2 separate regions of the Bos taurus genome follow, and region 1 is linked to region 2. The links are chromatin contacts, called in public Hi-C maps. All regions are on one chromosome and are shown on one strand. Each heading gives the region's core, a stretch centred on a gene start, on an enhancer-like site or on the middle of the called end of the contact. The rest is flanking DNA. Distances are from core to core; before and after follow the strand shown. Region 1 holds the start of UBL3 (ubiquitin like 3). Region 2 has its middle 69 kb from the start of UBL3.

Region 1 (6,255 bases), core at 2,330-4,829, 70 kb after region 2:
GTTTCTCAATTGTGGCTGCACAAGTGAATTACTTGGGTAAGCTTTGAAAGATAGTGGTGTCGTGTCTGGTTCAGGAGAGTCTGACTTACTTGTGCTGGGGTAGGGGTGGGGCATCCATCTTTTTAAATGGCTCCTAGTAATTTTTATAGGAACAGGGTTGAGAATGTCTGGTTAGGGGAGTGTAAGGTTAAAGGGCTAGACATAATTGCGACTCATGTGTAAGGGAGCTCCTCAGGAGCGAAAACAGGCCCGGCACGTGTCTGCCTGTTCCCTTGCCTTAGACAATGTAATTATTTTTTTCACATCCCCAAAAAGGCATTCACAGCACAATTCTTAAATCAACAAACACATAGTACATTCATTCTGTTCTGGAAAGAGTAAAGACTAAAGGTCGGGGGACTTCCCTCTTGGTCCAGTGGCTAAGACTCCGTGCTCCCAGTGCAGAGGACCTGGGTTTGATCCCTGGTCAGGGAACCAGATCCTCTGTGCTGCCACTAAGACCTGGCATAGCCAATTATATATATATATATATATATATATATATATATATATGACTTAAAGGGAAAGTCCTTTACTAGACCAGTAACTATCAAATTATCTCCTGTTTCAGAGAAAAAGTCCTTGATCTTTTATTACGGTAGGAAATTAACATTTATTGAGGACACTTCTATGATAGTTTTCACATTGGCATTAGGGGGCTTCATATACGTTTTCTGGTGAGAAAGAAACGTAGTATACTTCTACAAAGTAAAATCTCAAACTGACTCTTACACTGGAACTAAAGAAGACCAGGTCAGCCTTGGCTAACATTGGATGGAGGTGGCAAAGGGGCTGGTGGTTGCCAATGGCTGGAGGGAAGGGGAATGGGAGGTTGTTAACTGATTTGGAGTTTCAGTCTCATAAGATGAAAGAGTTCTGTGGATGGATGGTAATGACGGTAGTACAACAAAGTGAATGTTAATACTGAATTGTGTGCCCCAAAAAGGTTAAGATGGTAAATTTTATATTATGTATATTTAACTATAATTTTAAAAATAAAAAATAAATTCATCCACATAAAGTATGAAATCCAATGGTTTATAGTGTATTTACTCTAGAGTTATGCAGCCATTGCCATAATCTAATCTTAGAATATTTCCATCACACCTGGCTCCACCCCACCGCACCCCACCTCCAAAAAAAAAAAACCCTTATACATGTGAGCAGTCACTTGGGAGAGATATTTTTAACAGATCATGGGTGTCATGTGTTATTCTTCTGGAACTTGACTTCACAGACTCTTAGAAGCAGCTTAAAGACTTTTAGTCCAATCTCTGCAGATGAAGAAATTGAGGCTCAGAGAAGCAAAGCATCTTAGCAAAGGTCACACAGCAAATTATTGGGCAGAGGCAAGGCTTCTGATTTCCCATGGAGTTGCTTTTCTCAATACAAAAATGCTGTGTCATTCACTTCCTTTAGATTGTTGCTGACAGTGGATTGAAGGTATCAAAAAGATGCTACCCTTTTTCACTGTGGACCCAGGGACTCTTTCTCCAGCCTCTCATCTTACCCACCTGAATCGGGAAGTACAGAGTAAAGACAGGAGAGTACAAAAATCTGCAGTGGTGTCCGGTCATGCTTCCTTATGCCTTAACACTATTAGGAAAGAGCTATAATGAATTGTATGGAGAATAATGTCGCAGCCTCTTAGAAGAATGATTAGAAACACAGCCAGGTGCGGGGACTTTACTTTTGAAAGATGTTGCGTTTTGCTGTGGCAGCAAACAGAGCACCACGTGTCAGAGATGCCAAGGTTTTGGGCTGGCGGTGGAGGTCATTACTTCTCTTGTCATTGTATGATTATTGGGAAAGAGCAGAGGAAGTGGGTTATACGTCCTGCTCTCTTGTCTTTCTTGTCTTTCAATGACTTTCAGACTCAGCAGAGCCTTGGGCAGGGCAGCAGGTGGACAAAAGTTGGGATTTGGAGTGGGGTGGAGGACGAACTTGGTGAGCTCCTTGAAGCATCTTCGGCAGTCCTTATTTCCTGGAGGGCTGGTGGAGAGGGTGCTGAGGTTGCTACACATGGGGAATGAGGCCAGGGAGATTCACGCAGCTACAGACTTAGACATATCTAGATCAAGTCCTGAAACCTACTCCAGGCAAGGTTTGGGTCTCTTTTGTCTCCTGTCCTTTGGTCTTTCTGAGAATTTGACCTACCCTCCTCCTCCCTGGTTACCACCCTAACTCACCCCAGGATGATGTACACCCCCAGGAGTGTTTGGAATTTCTCCAGCCAATCTATTCGAGAGGTAGGTACTCTAAACTTCCTGAGAGTTTCCATCATGATAGACACACCTGACTGGAGAGATTGCTGGGGGAATGACACAGGCTCCTAGCCAATGGAGGACACTGCCTGAATTAGTCATCTTTTAAACTTCCGGTACCTCGCCAAGGACCTGGAGGGTTTGCTGAATGAATAAGTAGTAACATTTCACATCAAACGATGCATATTATTTACAAAGTGATTTATTTCCCATGCATGGACTCATCCTCACAACTGCCCCTACTTGACCCCTGGAAGGTAGGCAAGACTGTTTCACAGATGAGGTCACAGAACTGGAGGTTGGAGAGGTGGCTTTCAGACTCTTAAGTCTGTTGGCATTTTTATATAGGTATATTGAGATGGCCTTTCCTAAAACACTCGAAGCACTAAGAGAGATATGAGTCAGATAGACATTTGCGGTCTCTGCATTTTGTTCCTAAATCTGGGGAAGACATATTCTTCATCTAAGTTTCTCACCGATGGTATTATTTTCTGTTGTTTGCTAATCACTGCTGGTGTATAAGTTTTCAATCACATTTTGAGTTAAGTGGGATTTCAGGGCTAGCCTGGTAAACTTGTGTAACCCCATGTGGTTTGGAGTACGTAGCTGTTTCCTGACAGAGATTTTGCATCATACACTATTGTGTCTAACACAGTTTTTGGTTCATACACTATTGTCTTGAATGTAGTTTTGGGTAATTTCAATTAACTGGATTGTAGTTTTATGGCCCTGGGTCGTCAAGAAACACATGTTCAAACATTCTCCCTGCTTAATGACATCCTTACTCTTGCTGAACTTCTATGACCGTATTGGAAATCAATGATTGCTTCTGATCCTCCAAATGTATTGTTGAGGAGAGACCTAGATGAAATCACTATACGAAATGCTTTGAGATTGCAGGATGTGGAGAGCGCGCTGTCATTAAAATGAGTGATTCTGCTTGGAGGTAAACCATGTTTTAAGTCTGAGAGTATTTTGTGCATGAGGGAATTTCTCTGTGCAGAATCATTTTCCATCCCCCACCCCCAATAATTCTCAGTATCACAGCCCTCCTGGCAGCAGGTATCTCCCTAAACTCCTGGGCAGTCGTCCGGCTAAAGCGAGTTTTCCTCTCCTAGCAACTGTTGCTAAGAGGGGCGTGGCCTCGGAGTCCGACTAGAACGCGTTTGGTGTCCCGTTCCCCACCCCCACCCCCACCACATAGACTACATTTCCCGTGATGCTCCAGGGTGGTCTCCGTAGTGACGCACTCGGTGTTCGCGGAAAACTGGGGGCGGGGGGGGGGCAGGAAGGCGGAGGCGGTGGTTGCGAGGAAGGCGGGGCGGGGGGGGACCGTGCTCTCCGCGGGTCCCCGGCTCGCGCTCCGGCAGCTGCCGCCGCTGCCGCCATGTTGGCTTGAGGGGTGATGACAGGAGGCGGCTGCGGCGTCGGGGACTGAAAAGTGGAGGAGGAGGAGGCAGAGAGACGGAGCTCTGAGAGGAAACGGTTCCCGGGCTGAGGAGAGGAAGGACCCGGCCTCTTCCGGGGTCCGGCCGAAGTCGGCGTCGCGGGGAGCTCGCGAGGCCGGGGAGGGGAGCGGAAGGCGGAGACGGTGGGGGGGAGGCACAGGCGGAGGAGGCGGGAGAGGAGCGCTGGGAAGCCGGAGACGATGCGCCCCGAGCCCCGCGGCTGCCCGGAGGCGCCCGCGGCCTGAGCCCCAACGGGCCGTGGGGGTCTCGCTCCTGGCCGGCCGAGCGCCCCGCGCTCACCCCCGCCACCGCTCCCCGCCCGGGCTCTCCGGCCCGGGCTAGCACTTCGGCTGCCAACGAGTTAAATGCCCTTGAGCGCGGGTTTCCGCGGCCCCGGCCGCGCGAGTTGAGAGCCGTTTGCCCGCTCCGGCCGCCGGGGACGAGTCCATGTGTAGCCACATAAGTTCTCTGTGTGCCGCGGCGCCTGGTCATCCTCCCGCTTCATGAGGACTCGACTCGGGAGCGAGTGTGAATCACGGCGGGGCTGGGAAAGGAGGAAGGCGATTTAACCCCCTCCCACCCCGCTCCATGTCCGTGTGTCACTCGGCTCGGTCCACCTGGCGCGGCCGGTCCTGGGGCTGCTGCTGCCGCTGCTGCTGACTTCGGCGACCCGGGAGTTGCTCCGCTCCGGCTACAGCTCTGCCGGCGATTGTTCCTCTGCGCCCGGCCAGGCCGGCACTTCGGCTCGGAAAGAACTTATTTTATTTTAAAAAATTATTTTTGGAGAGCACATCTCGAACCAATCAAGATCTTGAAGATTGATTTCTGTTAGCTTGAAGACTAACAGAAGACTCTTTTTAATTTGTTGTCTTAAAAAATTTTTTTTTCTTTGCGTAAACATCTGGGTATATGTCAAACGGCAAGATGTCCAGTAATGTCCCGGCGGATATGGTAAGTGAAGGATTAAGAGTTAACGACAGCCTTTGATTTAATTGTGGTTTCCAATCTCGTTTAATCAGAAAGGATGCAGGCGTAGGGTGAAGGTTTGCGGGGTGGGGGTGGGGAAGCCACGGTCCCGGGAGATTGTGGAAGAAGTTGGAGGGTCTGGTGTCGCTCTCGTTGAAAGCGCTGCGTTGAATACGGATCTTCTCACTTGGTTGCGTTTTCTAAATGGTTAAAGACAATGGAGAAGTTGGGAACATGTAGCAAGGTGCCTTGAAGTGGAGAAAAATCTCTTCCGCTTTGCTAGAAGCCTCTGAACACTTGTGTCTGAAAGCTTCTGAAAACGGCAGAGCTGAGGCCGGGTGTCCCTGCTAGATACAGAGGTGGGCATGAAATCGGGAATCTTGCCCTGTGACACTGGTCATGAATGCAGTAGGTGCAAGCCGGATATTTCCAAGAAGTGGGGACGTCTTATCTCGGCCAGGATTTGCTGTGAGCTTTTCGAAACGTTTGGGAGAACAAGCACGGCACAGAAATAGACGTTTTGGAATGTTCACAAATCCAGGCTGACTGTATTTTGGTACTTTTAATGAATATTCCAGGACTTTTAGTACCAAATATTTAGTAGTATGACATCACTGGACTTTTAAAGGCTAATAAAACACATTATTGATTGAACCTTGATCCTGGAATGTTAAGAACTGGAAACCAAAGTACTCTTGTTTATTGACGCTTTTCTTTTTGTTCATAAAGTAGGTTAAGCTTATGAGACTGTTGACTAACAGGAACTGTGTAGGCTTACAGCGCTGGGAAGGTGGGTTTGTGTGAGGTGAAATTACTCTTTGCTGTCTGTCTTGGGGACAAACGTAATGCAATTAACAGGAAGGGGAATAATCTCCTTTATGAAAGAATTGAAGTTAACATAGTTATGCTCATATATTCGAAGTTAACATTTGAGTGTTTGTATATTTCGGTGAAAAAAACAAAATTGAACTTTGCTGAGGATTAAATTTTAAAATGTCAGACGCTTCAGTTAGAGTGAACCCCATTTACGGGCTGTAAAATTAAATTAAATGGCTCTAAATGGCATATTTTGACCTTGGTTTAAAGACATTTTGCTTGTGTTTGATTTCCCTTTCAGTGTGCTGTTTAAATGCAAAGGAACCACAGTGTTCTGTCTCTTGGGTGGCCACAGAGCAACCCAACACTCTCCTTCCTGAGTCTTAAAACTCGAGCATTGTCCTTTTAGTTTTCCTTTCCCTCCTGGGGTGCACACTGGAGCATAGTCTCCTGCCGGCTTAAGCCTAACCAGACTGGATTTCCTTCACCCTGTTGGTGAAGTTGCCTAGATAGGTCTCTGGACGGAGCAGGAAAACCCACTTTCCCCGATGGATACTCTGTGGGCTCGTACCCTCCAGCAAAGACTTGCTGTCTGGCTAAAACCTCCATTTTATATCATCATGCACAGTGTGCAGTATGATCACCTTATATACTATATATCTGTCACAGAAGTTGTTGTGCAATAGATCTGTGAGATTAAAACAGTGCAACAGCTTTCTTTA
Region 2 (5,581 bases), core at 740-3,239:
ACTTTTTCCCTCTAGTCCCCTCCTCCAGATCATCCACCAACCTAACACACACTTTCTAAAACAGAACCCACGTCCCTCCTCCCCATCCTACCCCGTACACGAAGCTAGAGCATAAACAACGCCTTGTGCCAAGGCCTCTCTCTGCAGGCAGAACCCAAGGACAGGAATTAGATATCAGTGTAAACCTGCCGTGCCGGGTCTTCATTCTCCGGTCGTGATAGAAGGTTGCCTTCGTCGAGTATCACTGTGTGACTCACCTATATCACTTCAGTTCTCCTGCTTTATGGAGGGGAAAATAATAATAATTATTCAACATAATTCTCTATGTTGAATTAGTGCCAAAGATTCAAGATTTCCAGAGAAGTGGTTCTGAATTAGTCAAGCAGGGTTTCCATTGGACAGAAAGCTTGAAAGGAAGCCTGTTGACTAGTCCTGTCTAAGAACCCTGAGACAAAGCAGAGTTTAGAGGTGCTGTCTTGTCACTGGCTTCTGGAGAATCAGAAAAGGAGTTGTGAAACCCGGATGAGATCCCCAAGCAAAACCGACTGAGGTCTGAGTACTGCCAGCCTCTCACCCCAGCAGCGCTGACTTCTTTGTCTGTAAAAGGAGAACACTGGACTTGACTGCTAGATCTCCACTGGCTCACAGATGAGGGGCTGCCTTAAAGCTCATCAGTATTTGCTCAGTATAAGAAGTGCCCACTGCAAAGCTGAGCTCATAGACAACTCAGCGGTAGTTTTGAGAAAGTCACGTGGCATAGCTGAGGAAGATGACAGACAATCCAGATAGAAGAGGGGAAAATCTACACCCACCCCTCCGCCCCCGTCCATGTGGCGAATAGATTTTTTTTCAAGGCAAAAAGGGTAAGCCCTGGGCAAAATTATGAAATAGCCAGAGTTTATGTCCAGCTCTTATATACTTCTTTTTTCCTTATCAATCTGAGTTTAAAAAAAGATTTTAAATCAGTGACTTCCAATTTGGATGGGCTTGAAGTTTTTTTCATCAAAGGGGTATGGACCTTTAAGTCTTATTTTTCAAATGTGAAGTTAAAGCCTTTTTTTTTTTCTTTTTTTCTTTTTTCCCTCCTGCAGCAGGAATTCCAGCTTCCCAGGTGGCTCAGTGGTAAAGAATCTGCCTGCCAAGCAGGAGACGCAGGAGATTCGGGTTCAGTCCCTGGGTCAGGAAGATCCCCTGGAGGAGGAAATGGCAACCCACCCCGGTATTCTTGTCTGGGAAATCCCATGGGCAGAGGAGCCTGGCGGGCTACAGCCCATGGGGTCACAAAGAGTTGGACACGACTAAGGACGCACGCATGCGCAGCACAGCAGGAATTATAGGCTTAAAGGAGTGGCCTGGGGGGAGTTCAGGGGCCTCGAGGTTCTTCTTCCCTGAAGACAGGCACCATCAGGGAGCCCTGCTGGGTGGAGGGCAGCCCTCACTGGCCCTGAGTTCTCCCCTGGAACAGCCGAGAGGGAGCGTCAGGAGCAAGCCAGGCTCACCCTTCTCTGTTTGTCTGCATTCCATCTGATGAGACAGCTGGCAAACCTGCCCAAGTCTTAGCTGCATGGGGAGCATACTGGCTCAAGGCTCTAATGTGCTCAGAGGTGATGGCGTGGAGCTCACTTGCCTCCAGCCAGGAATTCATCCTTCCCAGTGACATCCAGGATGCGAGGGAAGGATGTGGGCATCCACCCCCAACTACTCCCAAATTAATTTCTTTCTCCCTTTAAGCACAAAAGACACGGCATCACCAGGCACTGGGCATTTTAAGCAGAGAGAAGCGTCTTATAAAATAGGGAACGGAAAGTCTTGGACTCACTGCTGGGAAAGGGAGTCTAGCTCCTAAACCCAGCAGCAAGATAGGTCACCAGCAGGGGGCGCTGGACCGCTCTGGGCTTTGGAGGCAAAGGGAGTGAACAGGAGGGTCGGGCTAAGCCCAGGAAGGGCTTTAGCTCTGACTCAGGTGCTGTTGTTGTTGAAAGGTGTTCACTGGAGGCGTGGCTAAGACATCCTGAATCCCGCTGGGGCGCTTGGCTGGTTCTCGGATCACGCACTCCGTGAGACTGTGCCCGTGCTCTGAGCCACTTCCTGATAGAAAACAAATATTTGAGTTTCAAGAGCTGAGCAGAGCTGCAGAACATTTTGTAGATTCTTCGCATTTTCTCTGCTGCCCCTCGAAGCCTCGGAGAGCCTTGTTGGAGGCGCTCAGCACAAGAACCTTCTTTCCATGGGTGGTTTGCCCTCGCAGCTGGTGACTTCATGCTTTAAGCATGTCCTTCCTGGCTGGTTCCCTGCGTCTCCTCCACTTGCTCTTCTGTTTTGTTTGTGCAGTTAGCGCCCAGACAGAATTTTCACAAGTGTCCTCTCAGAATACAAGATCCAGGGAGGGGGTGCCTGGCCCAGGAGCTGTTTCTTTCTCTAGCCCCCTGTGCCTATCACCCAGCTCGGCACCAGAGTGAGCAGGTTCAGGGTTGCTGGCAATTTCAGGCTGTGGTCCCGTCTCTGCCACAAGTAGATATGTGATCTGGGTAATTTACTTCACCTCTGCAGGTGTTACTTTCCCAACCTGTAAAAAATTATGTCCAAGGTCCCATCCAACTTAAAGATGTCTGGACTAAGGCCCAGGGCATTTGGGGCTTGTGGTATCAGCTCCATGTGTGATCTGGTGTGTGGGTCTTCTTGGGGGTGGAGGTGGGGTGCTGTGTCCTCTACCTAAGCCCCAGAATGGGGCCTGTCTTCAGAAGCACCTGAACAGTTCATGGGTCTTTCACGCAGGTTTTCAAGTCACATTCTGGGTCCATTGGCAAAACATCAGCAACCACCAGGCACCATCCAGAACTACCCCTAGTGGTACCAGGGGACCAGTATAAATTCCTCAGAGCAGTTGCTTTGCAGAAGTCATCTGACCCTCAGCGTCCATTTCCCCGACACTCCTATCTCCAAAACACACACGTTTCTCTCTCTCCTCGGAGATCACATTTCCTCTGTCTTTTGGCATTATCTGCCATGTCTTGAATTTAATCAACTTTTTTTTCCCCTCTTCTCAGTCTTGGCAATAGAACTCCTGGGCTGGACTCTCAGACTAAAGTTACATAAGTCCTGCAGTTCAAAGAGAGGATTGAGTCAGCAGGACCAGGCTGACTAAGCATTCCAAGGTTGGTCACGGCGGGGCCGATTCTCCAGTCCTGATTTTGGCCAAATTCCTGTTGAAATCCAATGCCCAGTGAGAACTACAAGGTTTATACATTTAATTACTGAACAAGGGGTTTTTAAAAGGCTAGAGGGCAAGAAACAGGAATCTGCATCTCTCTATCAGTAATTACTCTCTGCTTATTGCTACAATAGCCCAATTGTCCAGCAGCGTCTGCTCACGGGGCACAAGCGGGCAGACCGTGGCCTCCTATGCCCTCTCTGAGGCCCTGCCCACTCCTGGCTGCTGGGACAGAGCCCATCGCTCATAACAAGCTCAAGAGGGAAAATGGGAGCTGGAGGGTTGGAAGGTTTTCGTGTTTCCCTCCTCCTCTCTCATGTATCACTGTGTGTGTGTGTGTGTATGCGCGCACGTGCATGCTCAGTCACGTCTGACTCTTTGGGACCCCATGGACTATAGCCTGCCAGCCTCTGTCCATGGGAGAATACTGCTCTATCCAGGCCAAGAATACTGGAGTGGGTTGCCATTTCCTCCTCCAGGAGAGCTTCCTGACCCAGGGGTCAAACCCAGGTCTTCTGTATCTCCTGCATTGCAGGTGGATTCTTTGCCCACTGAGCCCCTTCAGGGAAGCCCATATGTCTTAATTACCTTGTGTTTTTATCATCTAGCATTTTATGCACTAAGTTATCCTGAGCCAGCACTTGACTCATATGGGAATGGAACAGGAGCACCAAGAAGTATTAAAATGCTGAGTCATCATGGGAGCTTTTAGAGAATGAAACAGTGGAAGATTTCTAGAATGAAGAGAAACATACATCCTTTGGTGTTAACCATGCAGTCGTCTGGAGATTGGTGCCCCCAGACTCCAGCTCTTTGCTCTAGACACAGGGCTGAAAGGACCTGTTACAGAAATGGTAAACTCTCTAATGATTTTCAGGGGTTCACTATCTTGGCCCTACTTGAGAAACACTCGGGGAATAACAAATGACTGATGTTGGACACACCCACTGAAGGAGAGTTTCTGGAAGGTAGAAGCCAGGCATTAGTACTTTCTAAAGCTCCCCAGGTGATGCTGATACACAGGCAGGGGTAACCCCAAAACCTAGTAAGCACTGTTTTCTTTATTAAATAAGGAAGATGGGAGATATCCCAGACACTGAAAAGAGACCATTTTAGTATGAAATGAATAAGGTACAATTGACATAATATTGATAGTAGTAGCAAGGAATGCATACTATGTGCCAAGCTTGGCATAAGCACTTTACTTGCATGAGTTCACATCATCCTGACACTCATCCCTGTGAAGGACACGTTACTGTTAGCCCCACTTTACAGATAAGGGCACCAAGGCTCAGAGAGACATAGTAACTTACCCACGGCAAAGGCCAACACACCGAGCTCTAATATGTGGAGGACATGGGTACCTACGTGCATATGTGCTCAGTCATGTCTGACTCTTTGCGACTCCATGGACTAGAGCCCGCCAGGCTCCTCTGTCCATGGAACTTTCCAGGCAAGAATGCTAGAGTGGGTTGCTATTTCTTTCTCCAGGGGATCTTCCTGATCCATGGATCGAACTTGCATCACTTGGATCTCCTGCATTGGCAGGTGGGTTCTTTACCACTGTGCCACCTGGGAAGCCCCTGTGGGTACTTAAGTAGCATAGAAAATGCAAAGATGGGTAAGACACAGTCCTTACCCTCAAGCTGATACCATCCAGTAGAGGATGGTATCATCCAGTAGAGGAGCAAAGACATGTACACAAATGGTGACAGCTGTCTCACAGCTACAGAGCGTGACGGAGCAAAGGGAGGATTCCTATAGGCTTCCGTGAGGAGATACACTGAGCTTTGAAGAATGAGCCCCAGATGCTGAAGGACATGCTGGCTGGGGTTTGTAGAAGCAAGGGAAGATCTCAGGGAGAAAGCACAGTGCACAGAAATCTGAGAAAGCGGTGAAGAGCTGGCACAGATCCTGGTCTGATTAAGGTTAAAAAAAGCAGCACTGGAAGACGTGTGCGTGCTAAGTCGCTTTAGCCATGTCCAACTCTGTGCAACCGTATGGACCGTAGCCTACCAGGCTTCTCTGTCCATGGGATGCTCCAGGCAAGAATGCTAGAGTGGGTTGCCATTTCCTCCTCCAGGGGATCTTCCCTTCCCAGAGTTTGAACCTGCATCTCTTATGTCACTTGCATTGGCAGGCAGGTTCTTTACCACTAGTACCACCTGGGAAGCCCCAGAAAGATAAGAAGGTGAGTTGTCCAAAACTGTGGGATCTTATGTAAGACTTAAGAGGCAACAGGGCACCCCTGCAGGTGTCTGTATAGAGTGTGTGATGGCAGAGTGTTATGGGAGCCTTGGCAAAGTTCTCCATAGGGAAGAAAGTGGGTCCGGGACACTGGGCAATCCATGGATCCAAGAAGAAAGAAAA

Evidence for each region. A called contact is a pair of places that touch in the nucleus more often than the background predicts.
Region 1: a contact with region 2 is called in a Hi-C map of skeletal muscle, with 4 times the contacts expected there. The contact joins the promoter of UBL3 here to the enhancer-like site in region 2. A contact is called at or near these places in 2 of 11 Hi-C or Micro-C datasets (skeletal muscle and an unstated tissue).

What each region holds. Positions count from the first base shown.
Region 1 is chr12:30,801,739-30,807,993 of ARS-UCD2.0, forward strand. UBL3 (ubiquitin like 3) reads left to right here and starts at 3,580. Exons shown (of 5, transcript NM_001038144.2): 1 at 3,580-4,702. The coding sequence starts at 4,676.
Region 2 is chr12:30,733,067-30,738,647 of ARS-UCD2.0, forward strand. No RefSeq gene overlaps it. Among named protein-coding and RNA genes, the nearest start is that of UBL3, 69 kb to the right of the region's middle. Within about 2 kb of position 1,990, at least 44 of the 102 cell types and tissues checked have an H3K27ac peak or open chromatin away from gene starts, as enhancers often do. A contact at or near this core is called in skeletal muscle, where this site is marked.